3 separate regions of the Mus musculus genome follow, and regions 1 and 2 are each linked to region 3. The links are chromatin contacts, called in public promoter capture Hi-C maps. All regions are on one chromosome and are shown on one strand. The core of a region is the stretch at or near the end of the contact, and the rest is flanking DNA. Distances in the headings are between cores, read along the strand shown.

Region 1 (2,700 bases), core at 31-2,530, 550 kb after region 3:
CCAGGCTGGCCTTGAACTCAGAAATTCGCCTGCCTCTGCCTCCCAAGTGCTGGGATTAAAGGCATGCGCCACCACGCCTGGCAGGGCCACTCCTTTTAAACCACAACCTCAGAAGACCATATATACTGGCCTGGATGACCCTCAGAGCAAGTCATCTCTGGATTTTTATTTTTAAGTGGGGCTTCAGCTAACTCACACTGATCTCAAACTTAAGATCTTTCTGCCTCCCCCCATTCGTACCAGAGTTACAGATACAGTATACCAAGCTCAGCACCCATCCATCCCTGGAATTTTTAAATGGTCCTTTTTTTTTAATGATTAAGAACGTTCATATGATTCTGTGACATGATGGGACCAGAGGTCTGGGAGGCTGTGGGCCTGTCTGTTTTCAGAAAAAGGGAGTCCTGGCCTGGTGTCATGAAAAGTCGCTTGTTGAATTGGAGGTTCCTGGGCTGCAGTAATTCCTGTTCAGTAGGCTTGGGTGGGAAGGGGGTGCCTGGGGGAATTGGGGAAGTTGGGGAGGGTTGGGAACCTGTGTGTTATTCAGACACCAGAAGTCTTGCTCTGTGAGAATCCTGCCCTGCAGAAATCAGCTTCTTTTAGTCCTGAGTGGTTACCATGTGTGGATGTATGTCCCTCAAGGGTCTGTGTGTTGGGAGGTGCAATGTTTAAGAAGGGCGGCACTATCTGTAGGTAATTGGAGGTGTGCACTTGTAAGGGATTATGGGAGCCCAGCTCATTCCTTTAGCGTTTATCCCCTGGCTGGAGATACACGCTGTTTACCCCTTTATCACGATGTGCTGCCTTGACGCAGGTTCCAAAGCAGGAAGGCCAGCAGATAGACTGACATCTCCAGACATGTGTGTCAAAATGGATCTTTTTGCTTTTTAAATTAATCACCTCAGGGATTATGTTAGTAAGAGAAAGCTGAATGCGGCGCTTAAAGCCCTTGACCGAGCTCTACTGTTCTTAACCTTTGTACAACTAAGAGGTTAGCATTTCGTGTGTGTGTGTGTGTGTGTGTGTGTGTGTGTTTGTGTGTGTGTGTGTGTGTGTGTGTGTGCGCGCGTGCGTGCTCTCGCGAGTGCATGTGCATAACACAGCCACATAGAGAGAGGAAAGAAAGCAGAAGGGAAGAAGGGGTCAGCTTTTCTCCCACAGTATGAGTCTGCATCTTCCCCACCCGAAGGGTTTCCATGCCAACTGAAACCCTGGTCTCTAAGAAACCCTACATGCAAAGCACTCCTCTGCAGGCTTCTTTAGACTCTGCTCTCTTTGCCTCTAGGGTGATGGTTTCAGCTTTCTGTTCCCCTCCCAGAGAGAATGCACAGACCCACGGGCGTGCAGAACTGAAACAAGAGCTTTGGGAGATGACTTCCCTCATTAGCTCTGACTCACCCTGCTCTCTTTCAGCTGTCCTATTTCAGCGTTGACATCCTGCTCAGACTTTCAGAATTGTCTGTGGAGCTCACTAATAGGGCAGAAGACCTGCAGCTTGAAAACCACTTCCCTGAGAGCCCTAGAAAAGCCCTCGGGGAGGCTGCACCGTGCTGTGCTTAAGGGCAGGTTGGCAGCCCAGCTGTCCTGGCTCAGCATTGTGCAACCCCAGCAAAGTCACCCCCTTTTGTTTGTGTCTCTCTTGAGGACACATCAGTAGGGCCTACTGTATGGACTTGGGGTGAAATTAATGATACTACTGTTGGGGGGGTACACAGAGCAGTGCCTGGCACAGAAAATGGACTGGTGATTTCAGGTGGCTTTTACCATGTACAGTGCATGGGTAGAGTTTGCTGAGGTGGGCATTTCTTTGTTGCAGGTGCAGGGACCTGGAGATAGCTAGTCTAACTGTTTGAATGAGAAACACCCCGCTCTACACACACACACACACACACACACACACACGCGCGCCAATAGGGGCAGGTATTTGAACACTTGGTCCCCAATTGGCAGTGATGTTTCAGGAGGTTTAGGAGGTACGGCATTGCTGGAGGTGGCTTTTGAGAGTTTAGAGTCTTGTCACATGGAGTTCACTGTCTTTGTGCTTACCGTTGGAGATGTAAGCTCTCATGCTGCTTACCTGCTGCCAATGCCTCCCTGCTAGTGTAGACTCTTACCCTTTTGGGACCATAAGGCAAAACAAAAATCTCGATTCTATTATGTTTTTGTTGCTGTTTGTTTGTTTTGCTTTTGGTTCATAGTGTTTTATCACAGCAATGGAAATCAAACTAGGACAGTTAGTGACTAGCTGATCAAGGTCAGCGCATCCTGCTGAGGGGGACCATTACCTGGGCTGGTAACCACCTATGCAAGGATTACTTACACGTGCCAGTGGAGGGCATCGTGTTTCTGACGTCACTGGGTACCTATCCCCAGGCTACCAGCTCCGGGTTGGGGCTTGAGAAGCTGTAGTTTAGGAAAGCTCTCAGATGACCTTGTGACCCAGGCTCCCTAGCGGAGCTGCAGGGCCTTGCCCATCTTCAGGGCTTTGGTGAGCCAAGGGCAGATCAGCAGTGCTCGTTAACTTAGGCCTGTTTCCAAGGTCTGGGATACTTGTGTCTAGCTAGCTAGTCTCCAGTCTGCTTTCTAGATGGTTCATCCTGTTCTGACTGCTTCTGCCACAGGCCAGCTCCTCTCCATCTTAACAGCCTTATATGGGGTGACTGTCGTGGTCATTATCCGTCTGCAAAGATGGGAACTGGG
Region 2 (2,700 bases), core at 101-2,600, 610 kb after region 3:
AGTATTTATTTGACAGGTGCTTAATTGACTTAATTTTCTAAGTTCTATCTGAAGGAAGCAATGTTGAAAGTGAATAATAGCATTTTTATAAGCCCAGATAACTAACAGTTAACTAAAGGTTGAAAAAATTTGCACAGGATGTCAAAATGTATTTTAAATGATGACATATTTACATGGAGTGCATATGAATATATACTATCATGGTTTAAAATAATTATTTTCATTTTTTATCTTTTCAGCATTTGGGGGCTATTTAAGTGAAGTAGTAGAAGAAAATACTCCACCTAAAATGGAAAAGGAAGGTTTAGAGATAATGATTGGAAAGAAGAAAGGCATCCAGGGCCATTACAATTCTTGTTACTTAGACTCAACTTTATTCTGGTAAGTACACATTTTCTGCAGTAACTGTAGATAGTGCCTTATTGGGACGTGTGTGTGTGTGTGTGTGTGTGTGTGTGTGTGTGTATCTGAAAGGAGGTGCCTTTGAGTAGAGAAACTGACTGGGAGTTAAGAAAGGTCATAAGATTTGGTCCTTGACAGTTAACAAATTTTATATCTTATTTATATAGATTTTAAAAGCTAGTTCGTGAACAGATGTGATGAAGGCATCTGCTTCCAATGTAGTAGACTGCACTTGAATGAACCAAGTAACTGGCAGTAAACTGTTGGCATTGTATGTGTATACTTTAGTATATCAATGTGATCATGGAAATTCTTTATATTAAAAATTATTTCCCATGGGATCACTGTTGCCATCCTTTGTGTCGACTTTCCTAAAGTGGAGTGAATAATACAGGGAACATTAAACTCTGAAGATTGAACCATGAATCTGTGGCCTTAAGGATTGTGCACTGCAGTTAAACTAAGAGGCTCTGCCAGCTCTGCTCTGTAAACTGTGCACAAGAGCGAGGTGGTTAGCAGGGATGGTAGGATTTCAAAAGCAGAGAACAGAATAAAGGCTGGGGGTCTTTTTGTTGGTGTAATACTTTTGATTAAACAAACCTTGTAGTATTGCTATAATATTCTTTAGATTTCCTGATAAAAATCTGTTTAAGCCAAATGTTATATTCTTTGATACCAGTAAGTTTCTGCTGCTAGTCACTCACAAGTTATTTTATAGAAGCACATGTCTCAGGAGAGCAAGATGTATTTGTCCTAACTAGTGGCCTCCAACTTTTTCCCCATGTTGTCTGTGTGTGAGAGAGAGGGGGAATGAGAGGAGGGGGAGGGAGAGAGGGAGGAAGTGAAGAAGGGGGGAGGGAAGAAGGAAGGACAGAGAGGGCGGGCTGATTTCCAGGCTCTTCTTGACTATGTAAGCAAGCTTTTTTCAAAACATTCTCTTGCATGTCTTTACCCTGTGTTTGTGGTCTGGAACTTCAGGGTCTGTGGGCACACTAATGGCTGAACACAGGCCTCTGCTGTCTTGACACATGAATTCTTATGCATTGCTCTCCTATGCATTGTTCCTCTTTCTCTTCTGACTCCTTTAAGAATTTTCTCAAATATCAATATATTTTTAGCATAAGGAAAATATTCTTTTTGTTTTGTAGCTTATTTGCTTTTAGTTCTGCCCTGGACACTGTGTTACTTAGACCCAAAGAGAAGAATGATATAGAGTATTACAGTGAGACTCAGGAGCTACTGAGGACAGAGATAGTCAATCCTCTGAGAATGTAAGTACAAGATGTGTTTGTCTTCAGTTTGCATTCTGTTTGCTATTTTCTTGTGTAGTAATTCTTGCTGTGTGCTCATATAGTAAAAAAAGATGAATAGAAATTTCATGAAGTATTGACTTTTTAAAACCTTTAGTCTTCTGCTTCTGTTTATTTCAGTGTATGTAATAACTATAGTCTATGAAATGATGTGAATCATTTGGTATCATGTATTACAAGTTAGTAATAACACTGTACTAAAAGCAGATGAGGTGTATTATAGTAATATGGTGTTTGTTTAAAAGAATATTTTTATGTCTTCCTCTACTTCTTTACTAAGGTGAGTTGTAAATGTGCAGAAGATGGGAAGACTTTGGTATGTGATGTTGGTGATGTGTGTTAACATCACAAGATGTTTAAGTGATGAAGAGTTAAGTCATACAATGATCATGAAACTAATAGGTCAGGAAGACAGAGAACAAACTACGCAATTTAAAGGCCAGTTATGATCAATTTGAATTTTGTTATATACTTTTCTTAACAATAAAAATAAAGATTAATTTAATATATTTAAAAATAACAAAGTATGTAAATTAAAGGAATATTCTAGATGTCCTACTGTGTCACATAACTAAGAAAGTAAAAGAATAAATTTCTCTATTTAGATACTTGTTTTCCCTAAATTCTGTAATCATTTTACCCTTTAAAATAAATATGTGCTTTGATTTTCACATTAATTATTTTGTCTTATGCAAATTTTAACCACTCAGATTTTTCTTTCACTATATAAATGGTACTACCAGCAGAGGTCAAATCAATAACAAGGTGTATTATTATAGCCTTCCTTCTTTTTAAAACACTGTAAGCCTTTCTGTAATAGGCTTAATATTCTTCGCATCATATTTGTTCAAGCAGTCCGGAATTGTAGTTAGCATACTTTGTCACTCACTCTATGCCAGGAGATTGTCAGATGGCCTGTGAGGTCAGGATGTGTCTTGCCGAACATGGTGGTATATCATACACCTGTAATCGCAGCACTTACTGGCTC
Region 3 (2,764 bases), core at 236-2,735:
ACTCACACCTGAATACTTGAAAGGCTTAAGCAGGAGGACTGCAAGTTTGAAGCCAGAATGGACCTTTGTAGCAAGTTCATGACCAGCTTAATCTACAGAGAAAAACTCCATCTCTAAAACAAACAAGTCATCGTAAAAGTTTAAATGAGATAATGCATGTAAAGGGTTTGGACCAGAGAAGGCTCCTTAATGGGAAAGTTTAGAAAGTGCTACTAGGGTAGAGGAGTCTATAAAACAAAGGAGTCAGGAGCTGATAAGTGAGTTAGGGCAAAGGTTGATTAGTAAAACACACAATGTATCAATTTTGGGAACATGGCGGTGTTGCTCAAAGACCTTCTCAGCCCTGATCTGTGTGGCTGGATCCTTTCCGTCTTCTTGGGCCTCTCAGCTCAAACTTCCTTGCAACACTTCTGGACCTCCTTCCTCCTGTCTTTAATATTGGTTGCTTTTTCCATAGAGCTACTGTTATCTGAAATCAGTTGCCTACTTTTATGTTTATTGCTCCCTGAAACCTTTCACTGTGAGGAATGCAATCTTATCTACCGTGGTCATAAATATAATGTAATATGGGACAAATACAATGCGTAGCATGTCATGCAATAAATACCTCTTGAATGAATCAATGACCACCAGGAAATAAACAGAAATAACAGGTCATTTTAATCAAATGTTAATTTTGCTAACCCTGTACATATTTTTGTTATACTTACAAAGACATACTTTGTGCATTCTTTTTTTGTTTTGTTTTGTTTTTTGTTGTTGTTTTTTGGTTTTTGTTTTTGTTTTTTTGGTTTTTTTTTTTTTGTTTGTTTGTTTTTCGAGACAGGGTTTCTCTTAGCCCTGGCTGTCCTGGAACTCACTCTGTAGACCAGGCTAGCTTCGAACTCAGAAATCCACCTGCCTCTGCCTCCCAAGTGCTGGGATTAAAGGTATGCGCCACCACCGCCCGGCACTTTGTGCATTCTTTATGACTATATTGGACGACATGAGGAGAAAATAACCAAGAAAGAAATCCTTCCTTAAGGAATTGGATATCTAAAGAAGAGAAATCAAAATCAAGGAAATCTGCTTGGGGGCGCTTCTAGTACTTACTGCTGAACATATCTCAGTTTCTCTTTAGTTCCTTGAGGGCAGGGATAGATTGGTGGTCTCTCCTTAGCAACCAAAATACTGCCCAGAAGTTAGTGGGCGCTCAATCATTGTTTTAAGAACTAAGAAAGCAACCAAGCTTAAAAATAAAGTATGCTTGGACAGAATTCAGTTCCTCCCCGAGGCAGGAGGCGGCGCCATGGCTATATCAGCCTAGCTGCTCGCTATTCTCGGCCCTTCCAGTTGAACATCTAGCGCTGGGTTCCCGAAGGCGTTTGCTGAAATTAGCCAATAGAAAACTAGTTTAGTTGAGGGGTCTGGATGAGCTACCCAATAAACTCAACGTTTCTAGAAAATGGGCGGTGCCAAACGGAGGGGCTGAAGGGAGCGGTTAGAGGTGGGAGTTGGCGCTGTCGGCGGGGCGGGGAGGGCGGGCTGCGATGAGGACCGGGCCGTGGCGGTGACCGGAGCTGCCGCCCGACATGAACTCGCTGGAACAAGCGGAAGGTAGAGTGTGTCTTCCGCCGGGTCCCGTCCCGAGGCTGAGGAGGTCGCGAGGGCGGCGTGGCGGGGACGCGGGGCGCACGGCCGCCGAGGGGTGCCGCCTTCCCCCCCCGCAGGGGCTCGGGGGCCCCCCCGTCTCAGTGACGAGCCCTTGCGAGTTATAGAGTGCGAATTCATTTTCTGTTTGACAACCTAACGAACCGTAACCCTAATTTCTTCCTTGGCTTCTGTAATTGCCGGAATTTAGATGTACTCTTGGCCTTTCAAAGTTTTGTTTTATTTTGATTTTTTAAAAAACACCTCTGTGGGAATAACACCCTACTTCATTCAGAGGTACGCTCTGCCACAGCACAAGGCGTAGGCGCTGCTGCTGGCCGGACGTTCACCGGCGACCCATTCCTAGGAGGATAAGGGAGTATGTTTGTACAGCCCGTTATCTGTGTATGGAAGTCTAGTAAGCCCATACTACATAGCCATCAATTAATGATAAGAGCTAGGGCCGGAATCGGATAATTGCAGTCAATTAGACCTCATGGATTTTGATGTTTCAACAGGAAGTTCTTGGTTCCACAGAATTAGAATTAAGCTGGAGTTTGGTCCATTTATTTGTAAACACCCTCCACCGCACCCCCCAGTTTTAGCTTTTGACTCTTGGCTGAAGTTGCTGCTGGTCTTCCAGCATACCAGTTTTCAAGCTTCTAAAAGTAGACCAACTGGTTTCCAGAAATTGGGATGAACGAAAAATGATGTTTTTGTTGTGTACTTAAAATTGTTATTATATAAGCAAACGGTGCGTGACACAAGTAATTTGATGTGCAAGACCTGTTGGAGTTTGTCGATCTAAAATTTCATTTTATCAAATTTCATTTCGGACTAGAAAGAGCAGATAGAGAACTGAATTCTCTTTACCTAGATCTCAAGGCTTTCGAAAGAAGACTTACTGAATATATTCATTGCTTGCAACCTGCCACTGGACGTTGGAGAAGTAAGTTGCTGAATGCTTTCTAAGGGAAAATAAAGTGTGGTTGATAGCTTTATTCCTAAGTAGGAACGACTCCCTTTCTTTAAAACTTTTGACTAGTAAATCCTTGTTTTACTAAGCTATAAGATTTCTGAGTTTAGACAACTTTTTTTGTTTTTGTTTTTGTTTTTTGTTGTTGTTGTTGTTGTT

What was found. Promoter capture Hi-C pulls out the DNA fragments that hold promoters and counts their contacts.
Region 1: a contact with region 3 is called in a promoter capture Hi-C map of pre-B cells. The contact joins the enhancer-like site here to the promoter of Cnep1r1 in region 3. A contact is called at or near these places in 5 of 39 promoter capture datasets (the C10 cell line, the HPC-7 cell line, liver and 1 more), 1 of 484 Hi-C or Micro-C datasets (B cells) and 1 of 9 other capture datasets (macrophages).
Region 2: a contact with region 3 is called in a promoter capture Hi-C map of the HPC-7 cell line. The contact joins the enhancer-like site here to the promoter of Cnep1r1 in region 3. A contact is called at or near these places in 7 of 39 promoter capture datasets (the 3T3-L1 cell line, the C10 cell line, the HPC-7 cell line and 4 more).

Annotation. Positions count from the first base shown.
Region 1 is chr8:88,667,446-88,670,145 of GRCm38.p6, forward strand. The region is part of intron 4 of Nod2 (nucleotide-binding oligomerization domain containing 2); the gene reads left to right. Among named protein-coding and RNA genes, the nearest start is that of Nod2, 21 kb to the left of the region's middle. Within about 2 kb of position 1,281, at least 171 of the 459 cell types and tissues checked have an H3K27ac peak or open chromatin away from gene starts, as enhancers often do. A contact at or near this core is called in B cells, the HPC-7 cell line and pre-B cells, where this site is marked.
Region 2 is chr8:88,731,436-88,734,135 of GRCm38.p6, forward strand. It overlaps Cyld (CYLD lysine 63 deubiquitinase), which reads left to right. Exons shown (of 17, transcript NM_173369.3): 9 at 240-381; 10 at 1,551-1,673. Among named protein-coding and RNA genes, the nearest start is that of Cyld, 36 kb to the left of the region's middle. Within about 2 kb of position 1,351, at least 1 of the 459 cell types and tissues checked has an H3K27ac peak or open chromatin away from gene starts, as enhancers often do. A contact at or near this core is called in the HPC-7 cell line, where this site is marked.
Region 3 is chr8:88,117,274-88,120,037 of GRCm38.p6, forward strand. It overlaps Cnep1r1 (CTD nuclear envelope phosphatase 1 regulatory subunit 1), which reads left to right and starts at 1,486. Exons shown (of 6, transcript NM_029074.3): 1 at 1,486-1,596; 2 at 2,507-2,578. The coding sequence starts at 1,572. Gm2716 (predicted gene 2716) reads right to left here and starts at 1,334. Exons shown (of 8, transcript NR_151771.1): 1 at 1,093-1,334.